Linked DNA regions of Astyanax mexicanus: region 2 is linked to region 1. A link is a contact called in public Hi-C data. All regions are on one chromosome and are shown on one strand. The core of a region is the stretch at or near the end of the contact, and the rest is flanking DNA. Distances in the headings are between cores, read along the strand shown.

Evidence for each region. Hi-C and Micro-C count contacts between places; a contact is called where the count stands out from the background.
Region 2: a contact with region 1 is called in a Hi-C map of muscle, with 9 times the contacts expected there. The contact joins the enhancer-like site here to the promoter of rap1b in region 1. A contact is called at or near these places in 3 of 3 Hi-C or Micro-C datasets (blood and muscle).

What each region holds. Positions count from the first base shown.
Region 1 is chr2:11,826,788-11,831,725 of AstMex3_surface, reverse strand. It overlaps rap1b (RAP1B, member of RAS oncogene family), which reads right to left and starts at 2,353. Exons shown (of 8, transcript XM_007232291.4): 1 at 2,204-2,353.
Region 2 is chr2:11,902,820-11,907,757 of AstMex3_surface, reverse strand. rap1b (RAP1B, member of RAS oncogene family) reads right to left here. Exons shown (of 8, transcript XM_007232291.4): 6 at 3,768-3,911; 7 at 449-564. The coding sequence ends at 478. Among protein-coding and RNA genes, the nearest start is that of mcat, 7.6 kb to the left of the region's middle. Within about 2 kb of position 2,642, the one cell type or tissue checked has an H3K27ac peak away from gene starts, as active enhancers do.

The DNA of each region.
Region 1 (4,938 bases), core at 1,104-3,603:
AACACCAACATTTCATAAAAACATCTCCCTTGTAAAATGTTTACAACTGAAGCACTTGCCATATGACAGGGACCAGAAAGCAGCAGTGCAGTGATAAAAGATTATGCTATTAAAAATAAATGAAGAGGCAACAGGATCCTCCTTACCACCTACAACGACTGCACTACCTCAGAAACAGTTCAATATGCTCCTGTCACACTGCTGAGGGGAGAGAAGCCATCTAGAACTTGCAATAACCACCAAAAGACTGCTGAGGAGAGGAGAAAGAGGGTGTAGCTAGCTAGAGTGGAAAAAGTGCCCTCTAGATACATGTTCTTCTTATTACTAATATTAGGCATAGTTAGCTAGAACACAAAAGTTGTCTCACGGCAAGGTAGGTTACATTATGGATAAAGATACTTCAGAATGGCTCTGCAACATGATGGTCAGACCTACTCATGTGGTCCTCCACTACTAAAGTAAGCTAGCTAACTATACCTATGCATCAAAACACACATAATGTTTCTCATATAATTTAGCTAGTAATGGTGTATACTGTGTACCAGTAGGCCACTTCCAGTGTCCAATTACTGATAACTGTGCTGCTGCTGTTCCTGGGTCATTCATTTCATCTCTATAGCCAGATAGCAAAAGTATGTTGAATCATGGTTCATTTTTACATCTCGAATGCACTGAAACAATGATGATCTACGTCAGAATTGATACACTGATTGGTACACAATGATTTTACATTACATTAATTCAACGTTATGCGTTTTTTTTACATATTTGCTGGTTGTATTACACTTTACTTACACTGCATATGTAAATCTAGCTTGTATTCTACTTCTGTAGCTTGTACTGTGTTCTTATAGTCGCTGCATTTTCCTCCGAATGCGCTGGCTACTCGGCAATGCTACATTAGAAGCATTTTAAAAAGAGGCGGGGGCTGACTTTACACGTGTCGGAGGAGGCATGTGCTTGTCTTTACCCTCCTGGTGTTGGGGTCTCACTAGTGACGGGGGAGTTTTAATAATGAGTGGGTTGAGTAATTGGCCGTGTAAATTGGGGAGAAAATGGGGGGGGGGGAGAAAGGGACATTGACATGATAATAGTAATAATAGTTTTAATAGTTTAATACTTTTGCCTAAAAGCATTGTGAGTGTAGATTCAGAGCCCCAGCCATTTAAAGGCTTTAAATTAACGTTGATTCAACGTCAGAATTTCGACACTCGCCTATACTTACGGGATAATGTTAAATAAAGGTTTTTTCCATCATTAATATTAAAATACGCAAGCTAGAAATGCAACCAAAAAGTAATAACCTAGCTAGCTAATGTTTAATGAACGTTCTTTGCTATCAGGGTAGTTTATTCTTCAGCTCGGCTCTAAACTAGGCGGGGTCGCTGCTCAGACATATGAAGAGCCAGCAGCAGCAGCAGCAGCAGACTCAATGCACTCGAGCCATTTAATAAACCGGTTTAGCGTGCAGGCTAACGCTACAAAACACCAGACAGAGAGACACACTCAAACGTTAGCAGCATCCAAAAAGACGTTTCATTTAGGTTAACTAACTACATTTCGTCGTGTTAGCGAGCCGAAACGCCCAGTTCCCCTACAGCTAAGCTAACATAGCCAGTTAGCTAACTAGCTATCACTCATTCGTGCAACTTTTCCATTTCCGCTATAACTTCCACAGACAGAGCGGTGAATACAGACAGCAGAGAAACGCCATTCCTCACACAGCTGTGTGTTTCTGCGCAGGCTAGACAGCGTTAGATAGATAACTAACCAACCTGGGTTAACGTTTTCACATCAACACAAACCCTAAGCTAACTTCACTGACAAACTAAACCGCCCGCGGTTCGGGCTTTAACAAGAAAACGGCGTCCCAATCATCGGTGATAGTTGAATTGTTTTACTCCGGCTCCGCCATATTCGAGCCGTTTGACCTGCTCCCTCTCTTCCTCTCTCTCTTCCGCAAGCCGTGTGTGTGATGCCGTGCGTCCGTGTATAATCTACCCGGTCTCGGTGCTCTCTCGCACGGCTCCGCGGAAACACACCGGCCGTTAAAAAGCCTCCACACTGGTTCCAGCAGCTCTCAGTTGACCGAATCACCGTTAACTAGCTTAGCTAACCCACGCTATGCTAACTAGTTAAATCGTTCATCAAAACCCGGGGAACAACAGCGAAATCTAGCAAGAGAAGATAAATATATACTCACAGATCCGCTCCGGAGCTCCAACCCGATGTACGCCTCTCTCTTTCCCTTTCTCTCCCTTTCTCCCTCTCTCTATCGCTCTATCTCTCTCTACAGCTTGCTAGCTCCCTCTCTCTCTCTCTCTCTCTCTCTCTCTGTATGGGTGAGGTTTGGAGTTGTCGCGTGACGTCGCAGCCTCGGTTTCAGCATCACGGCTCGAGCTCTGCCCACCGTTCAACAAACACGAAGCGGGAAATGTGCTCCACATCCTCACAGCTCATACAGCATTTAGACATCTGCTGTTCTGGTAAACCATACCTGTCAAGGTTTGGATTTTAAAAATAAGGGAAATGTTCCGCCGCCCGCTTCGAGCCGTCCCACCAGCCCAACCGAGGTTCACTATCACTTACATTTTAAGACAGGTTACAAGTAATCTAAAATAACCACCTGTGAACCACGTACAAACTACCATTAAATTATCAGAATCTGATAAGCCTTCCTTTGTTGACACTGAAATGCTGTGGACAGTCCTACATATGTAATTCATATAATACAGCCTAAATGAAAACGCAAAAGGGAATTGAAGGCCATTTATTTATTTTACTTTTTTAAAATTTATATGCACATTCCTTATCTTATAGTGAAAAAAATATTTTCATTACACCTTTTTTTTAGTTTCTCATGTTCACTTATTTGGTTCTTATTTGTTCCAGACTTTGCATCCTTTAACACTTTCTTAACAGGAATGCCCCTGTACATATTGGTTCTGTACATATTGAGTAAATATATAGAACATATAGAGTAGAGATACATAATTAAGATAAATCATTAGTTTTACACTGCCTGGCCAAAAAAAAAAAAAAAGTGAACACCTGAATTTAACTAAGCAAATGATCTGGGGTTGCTGCAGTTGGTCAGGTCTAGATTCAGCAACAGTATGTGCTGAAAGAATTAGGTCAGCTGACTACCTGAATATATTGAATATAGACCAGGTTATTCCATCAATGGATTTTTTCTTCCCTGATGGCACGAGCATATTCCAAGATGGCAATGCCAGAATATATCAAGCTGGAATTGTGAAAGAGTGGTTCAGGGAGCATGAGATCATTTTCACACATGGATTGTTTACCACAGAGTCCAGACCTTAACCCCATTGAGAATCTTTGGGATGCTCTGGAAAAGGCTTTTGTGCAGCGGCCATACTCTACCATTCTGGCATAACAGTGTATAGCGTAACCTAATCGAATTGTAGATATTTGAGTATACTCAACTTTCACACATTTCAGTGTGCTACATACTCAAAAACTAGTTGCACCTTTGACTGTGGTTACAATGGACACTGTTATCCCACAATGCAGTGTAAAATAGAATATGGAGGAGTTGCTCATGTCTGGAACAAGAAATGAGACAAATAGTAGATAAAGAAGCTAGTGCAGCTAGACCAATGCTGGAGCACCTTTAGTGACATGTTATTAACACTTCATCACTTTCTGTTATTTTAAACAAATTAGTAAATAAATATATTTTGTACTAACCTGGCAACCGCACACTTTAAAGTTTAGTGTATATCTTATAATATTAGTGTGTAGTATGCAATTAGGCTGTAACCCTAGTTGCAGTGGACCGCCATTAGATGGATAGCATGTGTCATACAGATCACACAGCCTATCATTTTAACAATTGGAGGGTAGGGTCTAAAATATGTACTCATTAAAATTCAAGAGGTTTGGTGATTCATATCAATGTCTGCATTTGATTTTATTATGTAATACATAAAGAAATTGTATAAATGAATGTAGAAATTCTAAATAAAAATTTAATACATTCACAAACCCTTGGTACCTAAGGAACACTTAGCTAATGTAGGTTACTTTAAGTGGATCTTGAATGTGATCGTGAATCAAGGCTTTTGAAACCAAGAAACCTGAGTGTGACACATGCACTACTTCCCTTTACAATAATATATCCAGAAATGAAACAAACCCACATAAACCAAATAACTTCAGCCAACACAAGCTTATCTCTTGTGTCTGCAGCTTTGTAGCAAGAACCAGTTTTTGAGCTTGTGCCTTTGAAGAAAGTTTGTCATTCAGTCAGTTAATCAGTCAAAGAGATGTAAAGTCAAAGAGACCAATCAGGATGCTCTATGTGTTACTCTTTCGAAGCAGTTATGACTCACAAAGTGCATAAGTGGGACTAATATTATTTCCTGATTTACAGGAAAGCAGATGATATGAGTGTATCAGGGAGTTACTATCAATATGTGGTTGGTCTGAGGAGCAATGGATGTCTGAAATTAACCAAGCTAGTTGACCAGACATTGGTCATCAGTATGATCAGCTTCACCAAATCAGTCAACCAGTATAACCAGTTTGACGATCAGCTAGGTCAGGTCTGTTATGCTTATAGACCGAACATATGCTATGCTCATCTGAGAGCTTAGCTGGTTTATCACCTTAAGAGGATATAAGGTATATATTTCACCTGGATGAGTATTTTTTAACCACTTTGACCATCCAAGACCTGTGCAGACCATTTGAAAAGGAAATCAGAAACTGCTCCTGTCAAAATCTGTATTTTTCAGCAGGGTAGTGAGAGCTTTTAAATGTAATGTGAGTCTACAGGGAAATGACTAGTGCTGGTCTAAGTCCCATGGGGCTGGTTTTGATAATGTGTAATTTTGGATTAAACTGCAGTGTCAATGGTGCTAAACAACATATTTATTCTAGGCTAACTGCATAACCTAATCATGGATACAA
Region 2 (4,938 bases), core at 1,393-3,892, 76 kb before region 1:
ATGTGCAAAGCTGTTATCTAAGCAAGAGGTATGTTTTTTATAGTTTGGATTACTTTTTGAGTATTAATCTACAATGCAGAAAATTGTAATCTAATATAATACTGGAATTAATATACTATAAAAAACTCTGAATTTAATGTGTGTTCAAACTTTTGACTAGTACTGTATGACATGGAATATAGGAATAGTGGCAAAATTAACACCTTGTGAGAATTGAGCGTGCACACATTGCAATGGCAATGCTGAAATTATATGTTGCGCAGACCTAACGTTCTTTACCAATTTACAGGATGTTCTCTTTAAAATGTTTTTTTAGGGAACCAAAAATATCTCTTCTGTTTTGTTTACTCACAAAATCTTTTGTAACACATGTATTTTACAGAATGTAAGGTTTGATATGACCACAAAGATGGTTATAAGGATTTAGTCTCTCTCCTGTAGATCTCACCTGGCTCAGAGCGACAGAACAGCTGTGTATTAGAGCAGCTGGCAGTTGGACTTTTTGCGTGTCTTCCCAGGTACTGGAGTTTTCCTGTTGATTTGCCGGACCAGGTCATAGAAGATCTGCAAGACAGAACACATGATGTTAGACAGACTGAAAACACCACCAGTCGTTAAAAAGGAGTACTTTAATGTTTAATTTAATAAACTTTCATAACCCTTTCAAAGCTTCACGTTTAAATTATACACTTCTTCTGCAACAACCCTTCTTTCCAGTCCTCAAATCCTGTTCTGACAATGACGAGTTAAACTGAAAAATCTGCTTCCGATCACCAGCAAACTCAACGTCTCCTCACTCAGCACCTTCGAAACCCGCACAATCAGATACATTCAATATTGTGGTGAGACAAAATGTGCTTGAGCAGGGCGAGTGGCACGACTCATTCCTGCAGATGACAGCGAGATGAGCCTTGAGGCAAATCATGCAGCCAGTGGTGTGTCTGCTTCAAATCACATTTGTTCCAGTCCCTGTTGAGCTAACTGGGCTACACGACAACTTCTCTGAATTCATTTGGAAAAGCTGCTCATGTTCTCTTCGCTAAAAAATTTAGAAGGCTACATATTCCCTGTAAAACAATTAACATAATCAGATTTGTTTGGTTTTAGCACACTTTACTGATGAGCCTCTGCAATTAGCAGGATTCTATGACCAGAGGATTTGGCCTGGATCAGAGATTAGGTGCTTAATATCAGCTGTATTAGTATAACCAACAAGGCAGGAAGCAAATATAAAAAAAAAAAGACTACAGTGGCCTAAAGTGTTAGAGTAGCTACCTTGGGGGCAAGTCACTGGTTTGATCACTAGGACCAGAATCTGTGGCTGGATTAATTTTTCCTCCATCATTTTTTTCTTCACTATAGATACTTATTTGTATGATCTCCAGCATTGATCTGTGGAGTAGGAGAACTGTGTTCTCTGGAATGATGGTGCTCCAATAATTTAATTTTCCTGGACAGTACAGACATCTACACCATGAAAAATAGAATAAACTAGTTTTTAATGCCCTTAGAATCACTGAGTGAGCAGGTGTCCCAAAAACATTACCATATAGTGCAGTGACACACACAGCTCTGAAAAATATAAGAGACCACTTCAGTTTCTGAATCAGTTTTTCTGATATTGCTATTTATATGTTTATGTTTGAGTAACATTATTGTTTTATTGTATAAACTACAGACAACATTTCTCCCAAACTCCAAATAAAAATACTGTCATATAGAGCATTTATTTGCAGAAAATGAGAAATAGCTCCAATAACAAAAAGATGCAGAGCTTTTAGAACTAAAATAAATGCAAAGAAAACAAGTTCATATTCCAGCAGTTCAGCATGGTTTGATGGCTGGTGATCATCTATATTTCTCTTTATTATATTCCATTTTTTAAAAATCTGGTTAACTCAAAGAAACTCATCATTTTCAAGTGGTCTCTTTTTTTTCTTCCAGAGCTTTATTTTAATTTAGATGTTAAATGAAATTACTTCAAATAATAAGAACAGACCACCAGGGGGCAGCACTTAAAACAGTTTTTAACTGACTGTAGGTAGTGGTGTCCAATTCTGATCATCAGAATTGTTTAAACGTCTTTGATTCGACTGCACAGTTAGTTATAGTAACAGAACTGGGCACAATTTTTCAGGAGCTAATTTTGAGCCAATAAGAACAGTAAGAATGAATGATCCCTTTCCCTCATTTTAATTAAAGGCAGCCCTGGCACCATGTCAAGAGTCTTACTGACAGTGATGCTGTCCTAAGACAATGAGGCTCTCAGGGAAGATCTCATCCTAAGCTAAAATCCCCTCTGAACTGACAGAGCTGTATTGAATGGGTGTGTGTAGATGTCGATTAGAGAAAGTGAGAGGCAGGATTTAATGATGATGCAGGGCTCCTCCTGCTTTGACAGGAATAAATCAGCTCCACCGCAGAGATGCAAGACTTCACTCAAAAGATGATGACCTGAGATCATTTCCTCGTGCTCTGTAATAAGACACTATGAAGTATGTGGCTGACTCCAGGCCAGCGCTGGAATGTGATAGCATCTAGCATTAGAGATGAAGGCTGCCAACGCAGTCTGACTGCTCAGACTGAAGCAGGGCTTCTTGCTGACTGAACACAAGACAGCACTGTGCCTCAGAGTCAGCAGCGGCCCAGCCAAGGCCCCCTCAACACACAGAGCTTCCACTGTGTCCGTGCTGCAGCTGACTGCCTGACGTGGGACTGTGTGACTAAGGCCACATCGAGCGATGGCACTGGCTGACAATGAGCACGTTTTCTGCTCTCAGCACCCTCAGCAGAAGACTGGAGCTGTGCAGAGATGCTAGTGTTAAACATGCTGTCTGGTAAAAGTTAGGATGAGCGACGTGGAATGTGGTGCATCATGGACAAAAGATTTTGGACACCTACAGGCATCCACTGGCATTAATATGGAATTAATCCCCTTATGCTGCTCTAACAACAACACATGTTTTTTTTTTCAACTCTGCAGTTATTAAAGGAGAACTCTGGTGTAAAATTGACTTTTGGTGTAGTAAAACATGATAAAGAGTACTAACTGCCTCCGTTCTCCCGCAGCTTTCCGAGATCCTGTAATTGTTTTACACTTTATTTAAACATGCTTTAGAATGAATGATATGGGGCATAGCATAACCTAGTCTCCGGGTGTTGCCATCTTTAAGTAAAGGTAAAAGTTAAAATTAGATAAGGCTACGGGTTGTAAACAGTGTTTTTAATAAGCTTCTTGTGCATTTTAAAATGTTTTTGTGCCTCGTTTTAAACGTCAGGGCTTTCCAGATTTTACAATTGAAGACTGAAGCTACTTTGAGCCTGAATAACGGTGTAAAAATCTATTTATCTGCAGGGGCTAAATATGCCCCATATATCCATTCTAAAGCATATTTGGACAAACTGTAAAAAATACTGGATCTCAGAAAGCTGCAGGAGAAGTGCTCCTTCATGTTTTACCACACCAAAAGTCAATTTTACAGTTCTTCTTGTCAGAGTACTGACAACTTTTTCTGCACAGTGACCCTCAGCATTTCAAGACTCCATCCACACTGTCACTTTCCACAGGCAAGTAGATGTGGTAATTGACTAGACTACAAGCCTAGGTGCTGGATATTATACACTTCTGGCAACGGTATTTAGATATTTTAGCATATTTTAATTATAATCTTCTTCTTTTTCACAGCAGCAGAGTACAGAGGTGTAGTATGTATTTATTAGTATGCATAGAGACATATAATGATTTCAAAAAAACGCATAAGACTCACCTCATTTACATTAATCTTGGACTTTGCGGAGGACTCCAGGAAGGCGCAGCTGTTCCACTGACGGGCAAGGTTCTGTCCCTGCTCCTTTCCCACCACTCTTTCATCCTCCAGATCACACTTATTCCCCACCAGGATCATTGGCACCTGCACAGCAGTGAGGAACACAGGGTGGTTTACCCCTTGGACCTCTGAGTGTATTGTTTAATTTGAAGAAACATCTAGTCTTAAACATCTGTAGCATATAGGCAACCAGGATTGACAGTACTATATATCTGCACCTTTTCCTTTACTGATAATTATTGTCATCCCCTTCACAGTTTTACATTTATTGTAGTGCAAATGTAATATTGCCAAATCATCTGCAATGTTATTTTACACCAATATGTAATTTGTAAATTTAATGTGTACATTTTCTTTAGAATTAAGTATATAAATTTGTTTAAATAAACAAACAAAAGAGAAAATGAATAAAGCTTTAAATAAATACTGCTGACAGCTATAAATGCTTGAGTGATTAACATTTGTTTTTCAAGATTTCATCCAATATTTGATGAGACATGTTTTGTGGCCTGAAGCACTGGTGTTCTTTACACTGTGTACAGATTGTGTACCTGACCATTTTCAATCCAGCATAAATGATTTCCACACATTTATCATTAATATGGTATACCACTTTCATTTTGGAAGCAATTTTAAATCAACTAAAATCACTTACAGAGGCAAAATCTACACATTTGAAAGATGATGAGGACAAATTCATTTAAAAAAATATGGTTCATGCGTGTATGAACAAGCCCCCACAGCATTCCCTGTACTGGTAATATATTAAGGAACAGATGAATTCTGTATCGCTATGGAAATTAAAGTGGACAAATCTTTTGACAAAACATTTAAATATAAATTTCTTACATTTCTTTCCTATATTGTAAACACTACTGCATAATCCACAACCATTTAAAACTGGGCAGTTATTCTGTTTCACAGTTATTCCTTCTGTGTGTGTCTCTCTATCACGGTAAAGAAAAATTAATATGTGTAGCTGAGCAGCTGAGCAGCTAAAATCACTACGCAGGAAGGAATTGCTGTCTAGACAAGCTGACTTTTTCTCTTATCCCAAACAGAGAATTTACGTAACTTAATTGTATTTATTCATTGAATTGTATTCATTATT